Linked DNA regions of Mus musculus: region 2 is linked to region 1. The links are chromatin contacts, called in public HiChIP or PLAC-seq maps. All regions are on one chromosome and are shown on one strand. The core of a region is the stretch at or near the end of the contact, and the rest is flanking DNA. Distances in the headings are between cores, read along the strand shown. Region 1 overlaps Slc37a1 (solute carrier family 37 (glycerol-3-phosphate transporter), member 1). Region 2 overlaps Pknox1 (Pbx/knotted 1 homeobox).

The links. HiChIP or PLAC-seq counts read pairs in DNA pulled down with a chosen protein or histone mark.
Region 2: a contact with region 1 is called in an H3K27ac HiChIP or PLAC-seq map of embryonic stem cells, with 6 read pairs. The contact joins two enhancer-like sites. A contact is called at or near these places in 1 of 484 Hi-C or Micro-C datasets (nephron progenitors), 2 of 115 datasets of contacts at active chromatin or transcription factors (both in embryonic stem cells) and 2 of 9 other capture datasets (adipose tissue and pancreatic islet).

What each region holds. Positions count from the first base shown.
Region 1 is chr17:31,304,755-31,310,487 of GRCm38.p6, forward strand. Slc37a1 (solute carrier family 37 (glycerol-3-phosphate transporter), member 1) reads left to right here. Exons shown (of 20, transcript NM_001242427.1): 3 at 2,526-2,607. Among named protein-coding and RNA genes, the nearest start is that of Slc37a1, 11 kb to the left of the region's middle. Within about 2 kb of position 3,212, at least 31 of the 459 cell types and tissues checked have an H3K27ac peak or open chromatin away from gene starts, as enhancers often do. A contact at or near this core is called in embryonic stem cells, where this site is marked.
Region 2 is chr17:31,580,640-31,587,076 of GRCm38.p6, forward strand. It overlaps Pknox1 (Pbx/knotted 1 homeobox), which reads left to right. Exons shown (of 11, transcript NM_016670.3): 2 at 3,057-3,164. The coding sequence starts at 3,114. Among named protein-coding and RNA genes, the nearest start is that of Pknox1, 19 kb to the left of the region's middle. Within about 2 kb of position 2,837, at least 25 of the 459 cell types and tissues checked have an H3K27ac peak or open chromatin away from gene starts, as enhancers often do. A contact at or near this core is called in embryonic stem cells, where this site is marked.

The sequences.
Region 1 (5,733 bases), core at 1,962-4,461:
CACCTCCTGCTTTAGGAATGGTGACGAGGATGGTGGTAAAGCTACTAAGGTGGAACAAGGGAATTCCAGGAGAATTCCGAGGGACCTTAGCAGAATCCTAACTCCATGACAGCACAGGAGGCTCTTCTCCCTGAGGCCAGGCTGGGCGGGATGGCCGCTAGCTGAGAGCAGCTCTTACCAGCAGACCTTCCTGAAAGGTGAAGGACGTCGGCAGCCATTGCCTCTCCCTCACCCCAGGTCCCCTAAGAAGCTGAGGAAAGGGGAAGAAGGGTGACTTTGGAAATGGAGGAAGTAGGCTTGAAGATAAGGCTTCCTTTTCTGCCTCGGGGAAATGCTGCCTGCATTCCCTGCATTGACCTTTGACTCCAGCCCACAGGAGGAGCCCTGACTGAGTGAGGCTCTCTCTTCCTGAAGGGGTACATTCATGGCTTCCCCAGCATGAATGAGGGTTTGTCCTGAGGAGCCGCTTTGCCTGCGTGTCCCAACCACCTTCCCAGAGCCACCTGCAGAAGGGCCTGGTAGAAACTAGGGCTCAAAGCTACTCTCAACTTATCTTCAAGTCTCCTTGACTGAAACCTACTGAGACTGAGGAATGCAGTTTGGCTGGGCTGGGCTCCTCTGCCCTTATCACTCACTATAGGGGAGGTTTCAATTCTAGCAGTGGAGTAGACCGGACAGACACAGCCTAAAGCCATGAGTCATCCCCCTACCAGGTAAAACCTTAGCCAAGCAGGACTGGGCAGGGGCCATTGGAAGATATCCCAGGCTCCTGGGTCTAACTGAGAGACTCTGGAGGGATAGCCTTGCCCAGGCTGAGTATCCGGAGAGGAGCTAGAGTCCGGCTGTGAGCTGGAAACGGAAATAAGGTTGCTGGAGGTCAGTGGATGGCATCACACCCAGCCTCAGGCTCGGGGGATGGGCAGCAGAGCAGCTTCAGCCAAAGATTGGAAAGTACCTTGTGTTCTGCTCTAGGGAGGCATTCAGAGGCATTACACACACACACACACACACACACATACACACACACACACACACACACACACACATACAAGCAGAGACAGTGAGAGACAGCATGTGCCCAGCTCTGTCTCCTAAGTGCGGGAGACTAAGTGCTTGCTTTTCTTCGGGTCACCTCGTGGACTTGGACGGAGTGTCCTAGAGGAACGTCCCCCCCAGGCTTCTCCAGAGAGAAGAGAGCTCTTTATTCAGAAGCAAGTTTCTTAATGTGGTTTGGCTCCTCCCTCCCCCACCCTGCCCCACTCCACAGGATCACCACCCTGCCTTCTTCACTTCTTTAACTAAGTCTGGAAATGTGGTTGGTTTTGGTTTTGTTGTTTTGTGCTTTGTTTTGTTTTTGGCCTCTAGTCTTTTTTTTTTTTTTTTTTTAAGACATCTGTTTATTCGTTTTGTTTATGTGTGTATGGGTGTGAATGCGCACCTGCACTGGTGAGTTGCAAAGGTCGAGTGTGACTCTCAGGGATGGAGTCCCACCTTTGACTCTGTGGGTTCTGGGGCTCAAGCTGAGGCTGTCAGGTACTTTCCCTCACAGAGCCAACTCTCCTCGCAGATCTCCCCACACTGGCTGGCCCAGGCTTTAGACAACTCTTCTCAAGCCCTGAGCATCCTGCAGAGATGGTCACTTCTTACAGTTTATGGTTTCAGAAGTCTCCTAGTCAGGGGAGACAACTCTTGCCTACCTGGCTGGGCTCTGAGGGCTTTACAGCAAATGCAAAAGAGGGTTTCTCCAGGTGTGGAGAGCCACTCACACAAATGAACTGAACAAGCATCGGGGCCTGAAGGAACCCCAATTTATTAGATGTCAGTGTATTAGTGGGGACTGTGTGGGAGGATGGGTTCTTCAATCCTGGAGTCTGACACTATTGCCATGTAGATGGGTGTCAAACCTGGCTTGAATTGTAGACTTCCCAGGCAGAGTCCACTAGAGAGCTGTTTGTTGTGGGGGTTGGGGAGCAAACGATGTTCTGTTCGCTTTTCCCAGATCCTGCAGGGCTTCTGAGAGAAAGAACAAAAAACAAAAACAAAAACAAAAAACAAAAACAAAACAAAAAACATAACCATGAATGTCTGATTAAAGCAAGCTGTATTTAGAAGTACGCAAGGGACTGGCCAGACGACTGCTCTCCCCTAAGTCCGGGTTTCAGAGAACAGAGCCTCACTGGCTTTTGAGGTCCCTTCTACAGGGAAGAGTTAGAGTTGAGATAAGCAGCTGTTAAGATAATTGGCTGTGGGCTGGAGAGATGGCTCAGTGGTTAAGAGCACTTACTGCTCTTCCAGAGGTCCTGAGTTCAATTCCCAGGTGGCTCATGGTGGCTCACAACCATCTGTAATGGGATCTGATGCCCTCTTCTGGTATGTCTGAAGACAGCAACAATGTTGGCTGTTAGCACCTGGACTGGAGCTGGGGGCTCAGGGCTCAAGGCTGCCTTTCCTTGTGAGATTGAAAACGGGGCCGGTGTGTGACTAACTGGAAGGTGGCACAGTATGACACTTCTCCTGTGTTCCAGGTACCGGGCTTTCATTTTTATGCTGACCTTTCTGCTCTATGCAAGCTTCCACTTATCCCGAAAGCCTATCAGCATAGTGAAGGTAAGAGATCTTCCAACACAGGGCTTTGTGGGAGGTGGGGGAGCAGAAGGAAGTGGGTGGGGTTGCTAGAGACAAGCTAGCATCTTGGTTGTGGGGCCTTTTTGCTACATTTTTTTTTTTTTTTTTTTTTTTAAAGATTTATTTATTATTATATGTAAGTACACTGTAGCTGTCTTCAGACAGACCAGAAGAGGGCATCAGATCTCGTTACAGATGGTTGTGAGCCACCATGTGGTTGCTGGGATTTGAACTCTGGACCTTCGGAAGAGCAGTCGGGTGCTCTTACCCACTGAGCCATCTCACCAGCCCTTTTTGCTACATTTTGTTCTTGCTACCCTTCTGAAGGAACTCAAATCTTTACAATGTTCCATGCTTTATTCCCTCAGAGGCAGGACTCCATCAGACTACAGTTCCAGAATTCCCAAACTTAATTAAATACTTATGTTGTCTGGGTTTCCTTTCCTGGTGGATCCAGTCTTAAATGCTTCTCCAAGTGGCTCCTACTCTAGATGCGGTTTGACCTCTCTCCCTGCTCTGGAGCAGCCTCTGTAGTGCAGACACTGGGTGTACCCTTGAGAGCAGGTGACAGTTAGGGAACAGGTGTCCCAATAGCCATCAAGTCTTTGTATTTACATCAGAACAGGGACGGAAGTGGGTGTGATTTGTGGGTTGACTACAGGAGTGAATGGCTTCTGACTATTGTAGAAGAACCAAGGATGCTGTCTGGTGCCAAGATCAACCTCTTTACAGCTCTGTCCCCTGCTTGCCTTCCAACAGTCGGCAGGGACCTGGCCCAGGACTCTGGAGTTATGACCTTACCAGTTGAGCTGGGCTAGCTGCCCCCGAAAGGCTTCTGGCACTGGAGACAGTATAAAGGATGACTGCCTCTGGGGTTCTGGGTGCCTTCTCCAGAGTTTTTCATTGTCTAGGGCGGTGCTAGTAAGGGGTAGCCAGTACTTTCCAGGGAAGCACTTGGAGACCTTCAAGTAAGAAGGCCTTTCAGAGGACAGTAGTGGGTGGCATTAAAAGCCCCCGTGTATGACATGTGACAAGGGCTCTGACATCAGCACCAGTGACCAGCCCTGGAAATTGGAATGTTGTCTCTGTGATTCCTTCCTGCTTAGAGAATTCACACTTAGCTCCTGGCAGAGGCATATCACAGAAAGCAAACATCAGGCCACACCTACAAGGGGCCTCTGGGATCACTGAAGGCATGGGATCAAGCATAGTCAGGGAGCCTTGCCGGGGCTTCCGGGATTGATGCTAGGCCTACATGGGTGGGCGAGGGACCACGTCCAGTACCAGGTAGAGGGCAGAGTGTCACCACGGAGTCATTGCCTGTGGGACAGGAATGGTGAGTGAGGTGGGCATGGCCACTGGAGGGTCTCCAGGGCAGGACCTTGCCCTTGGACTCTGATGAACACAGGTCAAGGTCACACTCTCCTTGCCTTAGGTATGCAGAAGTGACCCTTGGGACCTCTAGGTTTTTTGAAGAGGCGCCTTAGTTTGAATCAAAGTCTCAGAGCCCATGGTTGAAAGGACTTGTGTTTGTTGTCAGGAGGAAGGGAGCTCACCTTAATGTCTTCTACATTGGTCCCCTGGCTCCAGGCTCTTGTTTCTTATTTAAGTTATGTATATGAGTATGTATGTGTATGTGGCTATATCTTCAGACACACCAGAAAAGGGCATTAGATCCCATTACAGATGGTTGTGAGCCACCATGTGGTTGCTGGGAATTGAACTCAGGACCTCTGGAAGAGCAGACAGTGCTCTTAACCGCTGAGCCATCTCTCCAGCCCTCTATTATTATTATTTTTTTTAAAGATTTAGGGTTTTTTATGGGTATGAGTGTTTTGCCTACATGTATGCATGTGCATTATATGCATGCCTGCCTTCAGGGTCAGAAGAGGGTGCCAGAGAGCCTGAATCTAGAATGATGAACAATTGTGAGCTGCCCAAAAGGATGCTGGGAACTGAGCCAGGGTCCTATGAAGAGCAGCCAGTGCTCAGGACTGCTGAGCCATCAGTCTAGTCCCTGGGCTCTGCTCTTAACAGGGCTGCCCAGGAGTCTCCAGGGCAACTAATTGCTTGCATATGGTCAGGCTCTCTAGTGAACCCGGGTATACAATAGCTTTATGCTGAATCCCAAAGGCTGCTTTGCCTCCTGATACAGACAAGGCTGTCTCCACCTATGATTTAGACATCACAGAGCCCTGGGAAGTATGCAGCCTCCGCTACTGCAGCTCCCGCTATAAATGACACAAATGATCCAGGAACGAGGATGATTCTATCAGGGACCCCATGAGTCACCATCTGCAGTCTGTATTTCCCAGAAGATTATAAACAAAACTGGAATACATTTGCTTACTAGACCCTGACTGAGAACGGGCCATGATTCGCCCAATGGCCATGACTCATTTGTCAACTGATGACATCAGGTCAGTCAGGGTGACACTTGCCTCAACCGTTGCTGATTGCTTTTATCTTTCTCTGATTTAAAAAAAAAATAGTGCCTTTAAAAACGTTCTGATGAACCTGGGGCTGAGAGGACAATGTTGTTCCCTCTCATGATCTCTGCCTGCAGCCAGACATCTTTATTTGAGGCAGATGTTTTCCCTGGCTGGTAGGCAGATGGGGTCTATATCCCAATGGAGGGGAATTTGGGGGGACCTTCCTCCAGGCTGGGCCAGAGCAGAATCTGTAAATAGATGGTTTCTCAGAAAGGTTACTGCATGGTCCCTGAAGAGCGAGGAAGGGTGGGAGAGAGAGAGAGGGAGAGGGATTGGAGGAGGCTGGCTTGAGGATAATTGTTGACAGCCCTCTTTGCACACAAAATTGAAAATGGAAAAACAAAACAAAACAAAAACAAAACAACAACAACAAAACCCACGCCAGGGCAAACAGAAAACAAAAATTAAAAAGGCCAGCGCTGTCAAGGAAAGCTGTTTTCTGAAAAGTTCCAGTGCTTCCTGTGGTCATGGGAAAACCTCAGCAGAGATTTCCGCATTAGACAAGATCTCTCTGCGTGGCCCTAGCTGGCCAGGCACTCACCAAGTACAGCACGCTGACTTCAGACTCAGAGATCTGCCTGCCTCTGCCTCCTGGGTGCTGGGATCAAAGGCATGC
Region 2 (6,437 bases), core at 1,587-4,086, 280 kb after region 1:
CTGGATCTGAGGGTGGAAGTTCAGGCGGAGGCAAAACTGAAGAGAAGCCAGACTGTAGCCACAGCCAAGGGCAGTAAGAGAAGCTCTGGAGCAAGCTGTAGGCGTGTGGGTCTCTGTTTGAAGAACGGGGTCCTGGGTGAGGTGGAACACACAGATTTTAACAGACGTAACAGCGTTTTAGAGATTTAAGTTGGAGACCAAGCATAAAACGGCACATGACTTTAATCACTTTAAGTCCTTGGGAGGCAAAGACAGGTGAATCTCTGTGAGTTTGAAGCCAGCCTGGTTTACATAGAGAGACCTTGTCACCAAAGGAAAAGACAAGACAAGCGTATTTACCCTGGGTGCTTCAGTGCACTCACCCGTCTTGTGAGTGGCTGTCTGTAACGCTGCTTCTTTAAAGTGTTTCTTCCCCCTCCTAGTACAGACAGCTCCTCGGAACATGGTGCTATGGTAGGGGCCATGGGTCTTTTTCTGCTCCCCACCCCCCTTTCCTTCTGCTCACCAGCTGCTGACTCAGTCCTCCCCTTTCTGATTCTGAGGGACTTCTTAACATGGTTGGCACTCCCCCACCTTGGGCCCCTCTCTTTTATTGTAAGCAGTTCTATTCTGCTTCTCTTGTCAGACTGTGCCCTCTTATCCTCTGACCTCCAGGCCATCCCCTCCCTCGCATACTGTCTTCTGCCTTCCTTTTGGTCTCTTCAGTCTCTTGGCTTCATATTGTGTGTATATGTGCATTGCCTTACTAGGCCCGCTGTGCCAAATGACCACAAACTGGGTCTACTACGCAGTACAATGCTCACCTAGCCTGAGTGAGGCTCTGGACTTAATCCCTACTACCCACCCCACCTCTAAAGTGGATTCTCTCATGGTTCTAGAAATCTGTGGTCAAGGTGCAGACAGGGCTACACTCCCTCTGCCGGCTCTGGGGGCCTGTCCTTTTCCTCTTCCAGCTTCTGGTGACCCAAACAGTGCTCAGGCTTCCTGGGCTTAAAGTTGTATTTATTACTCCAGTGTGTACCGCTATCTTGCCATCGTGTGTCTCAAATCTCCTCTCATCTAGACAACCAGTTACTCCATCCTAAGTCCAGAGGTGTTTCATCTCAAGACCCTTAGTGTCCTTCCATCTGTAAGACCCTGTTTCTAAATCTGGTCCATGCTTAGGTGCTGGGTGTTAGAGTGGGACGTGTCTTGTGGAGGACTCAGCTCATCTCCATGTGTACCCTCTGTGCCCTGATGGTGACCAAGTGATTCCAGTCCCGGCTCCTCTGCTCAGTTTCCGGAAAGGTATCTTGAGACTCGTCTGCAGCCTGAGATGTCCTGCCTTGTTTCCCTTCCAAGCCATGGAGCTGTTCTTAGATGTTTGCTCGTCTCGGGACCCGTGCACGGCTCTGTTCTTCCAGGTGCTCAGGTGGGAAGCTTGGACCCACCCCTGCTCCCTTAGTACACCTGCAGGTTCCTGGCTCTCCTTCTCTGACTCTTGTGCCTACAGCGCCCCATCTTGGTTCCTGTACCCCTCAGCCATTCAGTCTGGTCTGTCTGTGTGGTCAGAGCATGAGTCACCCGCTGCTCACTCCTGCTGTTGGTGTCTACCCATGGACTTGCTGTCCTCGCTGTAGCCACAAGCTCACCTGATCAGACACATCCCTACCGTCTTCTCCACCCTTTTCAGCCATTTTGCCTCCTGGCTTCTTTCTGCACAGGGTGGTAGGTGACCTGCTACCACTTCACTAGTCAGACCTCTCCTCTAAGGTGCCTACTGCTCCATCACCATCCTCTGTCCCAACCTGGATCCCGTACCTCATCACTCCTGACATTGACTTGCCAGGGTTTGTCAGTGATTTGTGTCTGTGCCATCTGTCCTCAGCATCCAGTGAATTTCCATATTAGTCCCTTCCCCTTGTGCTAGCTCCTGGGCCTGTGAAAAGCTCTGGTACCTGGGGACAGCCTCAGAGCGAGGCTGCTGAGATGTGTCTAGCTCACGTTTGGTCAGCTGTGTGCCCTTGGCCCCGTTATTCTGACTGCTCAGATATAAAGTGGGCATCATGTAAGAACTCCCAGGGGCTACCATGTGCTCAAGAGGTGGCCTAGCTCTTGCCACCACTACATTGCTGGAGGGCTTCTTTGAGCTGAGGTATGCTGCTCATTCCTGCCCTTGGCTTGCCCGCTCGGGCTGTATGTGCTTCTGTTTAGCACAGTATCGAGCATAACTGTACTTCCTTTGGTGACCCTTGGTTGCTTCTGCTAGTGCAGAACAAGCGATGTACCTTCCCTTGGCCTTGGAGTGACTAGGCAAGCTCCATCTTGCTGCTCTAGGCCAGGCGGAGCTGACCCCGTGCTGACACACTGCATCAGCCTGTCCCCCTTCTCATGCTCGTCAGACCCTGGCCATCGATCCAGCTCAGCAACACTGTGTGAGGGTTTCTATCGTCACTAAGCAAAGGACCATTGCTTACTTACTTGTGCCACACACAGATCTGTCAGGGTGCCATCTGCATCGGTGGGGCACATTATCTTCATTTTGCCCTAGCCATTTCCTTTCTTTCCCCTCTAGTCTCAGCAGATTCTCAAGCCTTTCTTAGATGGCCCTTCCCTGGGGAGGCCTGCTCTGCCCACACATCCTGGGAACCCCTCCATACCTTCCCTTTCTCCTCATGTTCCTATCCTGTGCTGCCTCTGGTGTCTCTCCTACTGTCTCCCACTCTGCCCTCCACTGCCATATATTCAAGGAAGGCTGGGCTTCTCTAGGCTGACTCCTGTGCTTTGGTGTCCCAGGGCCCTACCCAGTGCCTTTTATGTGGAGGAATTTATTGGCTCCTTGTTAGGGGATAAAGGAGTGTGGCTGACCATATAATAGCGGGTTGGGCCCCGCACAGGAAGATGAGTGACTGCTAAGCAGGCGTAGTGTTACCAAGGAGGGTTTGCTTAGAGTTCAGGGATTGCCCCTCCACGTAAAAGGATCCAGTTTTTAGATATTACATAATGCTCTGGGCTAAAAGACAAGGCATGCTGAGTAAGGAAGTGCTAACTGGTGCTCTTCTCTCGTATTTCCCTAGACACCGTGTGCTTCTCGCTCAAGATGATCTGATGTCTGAAGTGGACTCTCACTAACCATGATGGCGACACAGACGCTAAGTATAGACAGCTATCAAGATGGACAGCAAGTAAGGCCCTGACTTAGTCTGCATCCTGACAACCGCCAGGCGACCTGACAGTGAATTCAGACAGCACTCTGAGCACTCTGTGGCTGTTTAGCCTCCAGGAGCTTGCAGATCCTACTTTAAATACATTAGACATCCATTACTATCAGAGCTCAGAGCTAGCAGTTGCTCATGTTAACTCATTAAGTGACCACCTCCTGGCCAGCCGCCAAACCAATTTTAGGCTATTTTATTGCATGTGCAAGCTTATGGTGCTAGAGATTAAAAACTGAGTGGGTGCTTGCCGGTGGTGGTGGTACATGCCTGTAATCTAGCACTCAGGAGATGGAGGCAAAGGCTGGTGAATCTCTTGAGTTCGAGGCCAGCGGGGTCTATGGAAGGAGTTCCAGATCAGCCAGAGCTACACAGAGAAACCCTATTTCAATAAGCAACACAATACAAAAAACAACATCAACAACAACAATACAAAACAAAACAGGCAGCCAGGCATGATGGTGCACGCCTTTAATCCCAGCACTCGGGAGGCAGAGGTAGGCAGATTTCTGAGTTCAAGGCCAGCCTGGTCTACAGAGTGAGTTCCAGGACAGCCAGGGCTACACAGAGAAACCCTGTCTCGAAAAACCAAACCAAACCAAACCAAACCAAACCGAAACAGGTACTGACCTAGCATTTGTGAAGACCTGGGTTGATCTCACCCCTGAGAAATAAAAAAGACAGAAAACCCAGATGGGTATTTGTGGCTTTGCAATGCTAGTAATGGAGTTTAGGGTGTCACGCTTGGCAAACACTTAAGTGCTGGCCCCCTTTATCTGGGTGTTCTGGAAGTTTTGGTGTTGAGACAGTCTTTCTGCATAGCCTCGACTGGCCTTGAACTCCCAATCCACCTGCCTTGTCCTAAGTGCTAGGGCATAGGTGTGCACCGTGTGCCTTGCTCTGGTTTGTTTTTAATGTTTGCTTGTTGCATACAGATGCACATGTCCCAAAGGATACATGTGTAGAGGTCAGGGGACAAGTGGCAAGAGTCAGGTCTCCTTCCACTGGTCGGGTACCAGGCTCTGAAGTCAGCTTGTCAGTCTTGGCAGCAAGTGCCTTTATCTACTGCACCATCTGGCTAGCCCCTATATGTTGTTTGGTGAGACAGGGTCTCCTGCTCTTGGCCTTAAACTTGTGGCAGTACTGCCTCAGCCTTCTGAGTATGAGAAAGAGATTACAAGTAGGGAATCCTGGGTCTGGAGAGATGGCACAGAATTAAGATTGTATATTCTTGTGCTAGAGAGATGGCTCAGTGGGTAAGAGCACTGACTGCTCTTAACAGAGGTCCTGAGTTCAATTCTCAGCAACCACATGGTAGCTTACAGTCATCTGTAATGGGCTCTGATGCCCTCTTCTGGTGTGTCTGAAGACAGCAACAGCAACAGTATACCCACATACATGAAATAAATAAATAAATCTTTTTTAAAAAATTGTATATTCTCTTACAAAAAATTCTATATTCTCTTACAGAGCATCTGAGTTCAGTTCCCAGAATCCCTGGCAGCTTACAACTGCCCGTAACTCCAGCTCATATATATGTAAATCAAAATAAAATAAAATAAAATGGGAATCGTATGGCTTTATCTCCCCAGTGGTGGTAAGCTGGCACTGTCCTAGTAAGGAAGGAAGGAAGGGCTGGCACTGCCCTTAGTGGAGCTTCACCACAGACCTTGTGTGTGCTTGGACTGTTGTGTTTTTTTTTTTGTTTGTTTTTTGTTTTTTTTTTGGGGGGGGGGGTTGAGACAGGGTTTCTCTGTATAGCCCTGGCTGTCCTGGAACTCACTTTGTAGACCAGGCTGGCCTCGAACTCAGAAATCCACCTGCCTCTGCCTCCCAAGTGCTGGGATCAAAGGCGTGCGTCACCACGCCCGGCTGACTGTTGTGTTTTGATGAGGGAGACTAGTTGATGGTCTGCTCACTGAGGCTGTCCAGTGTTTTTCATTGTTGTCCAGTGCAGTGTGTGCACCCATGGCGATTGAGGAGCCGAAGCTCAGCTGACTTACTGGCCCCGCCCCTCCTTACACCAGGGGTCCTGCTGAGTGCTCCCTGGCTGGTCTCAGTTGGGCTGTTGTGTGCCTACTTGGCAGAGTAGGCAGAGAAGGACTACCACCTGGCCTCTCTTGTCCCAGCCTGAGGATTTGAGGGAGACCAGGGGAGTCTGTCAAGGGTGTGTGGGAGCGGAGGCAAGCTCTGCCCCCCTTTCCTTGATGACCAGTTTTGCACCACTTCTGTCTGCTTGCAGATAGTAGGTTTTGTTTAGTGTTTTTTACTATTTTGAGTCTGCCTTAGGCCTTTTTCTTTTCCTTCACCTCCCCTTCCCTTCCTTCCTTCACACCCCCCCCCCCCCAAAACACTTCCCTCTTCTTTTGCTGTTTTGTTGTTTGCAGACCGGAGCCTCAGGCTGGCCTCTAACCTTCCTGGTCTCGGAGGATGACTTTTAACTCCTGCCCTCCTGCCTCCTGACCTCCAGAGCTGAATTACTGGTATGTGCTACCACACCCAGCACGGGGAGGCTGTTTTTTTTTTTTTTTTTTTTTTAAATAATGCAAATCTAATAATATATCTCTTCCCTGAGGCCTGAAATGCTTGTCAGGCAAGATCCAAACTGCCCTAGCACGCATGCTAGACCATTAGGCCACCTTTCATCTCCAGACTATCAGGAATCTCTGCCTAGAGGCTCTGCCTCTGGCTGCTCCAGCTGCCCACCCTCCCGCCTTGTCCTTTAGGTCTTTGTTCAGACTAGTCTTCCACCTGTCTTCTGTGTATATCCTATACCAGACAGAATGGTGGCAGCCTCCTGCAGTAGGGCCAGGTGCTCTTTCAGGGACACTCCATGTCCCTCCCCCATGTGGACAGTCACACCATCCTGGAATGCTTTTTTTTTTTTTAACATTTTTTTTCTTTTTCTTTTTTTCCCCGAGACAGGGTTTCTCTGTATAGCCCTGGCTGTCCTGGAACTTACTCTGTAGACCAGGCTGGCCTCGAACTCAGAAATCCACCTGCCTCTGCCTGAATGCTTTTTTTTTTTTTTTTTTTTTTAAGTGTTGTATTTATTTTATGTGCATTGGTGTTTTGTCTGCATGTATGTCTGCGTGAGAATGTCAGATCTTAGAGTTACAGGCAGTTGTGAACTGCCATGTGGGTGCTGGGAATTGAACGCTAGTCCTTTGGAAGATCAGTCAGTATTTTTTTTAGCTTCTGAGCCAGCTCTCCAGCCCCTGTGATTTTTTTTTTATACACACC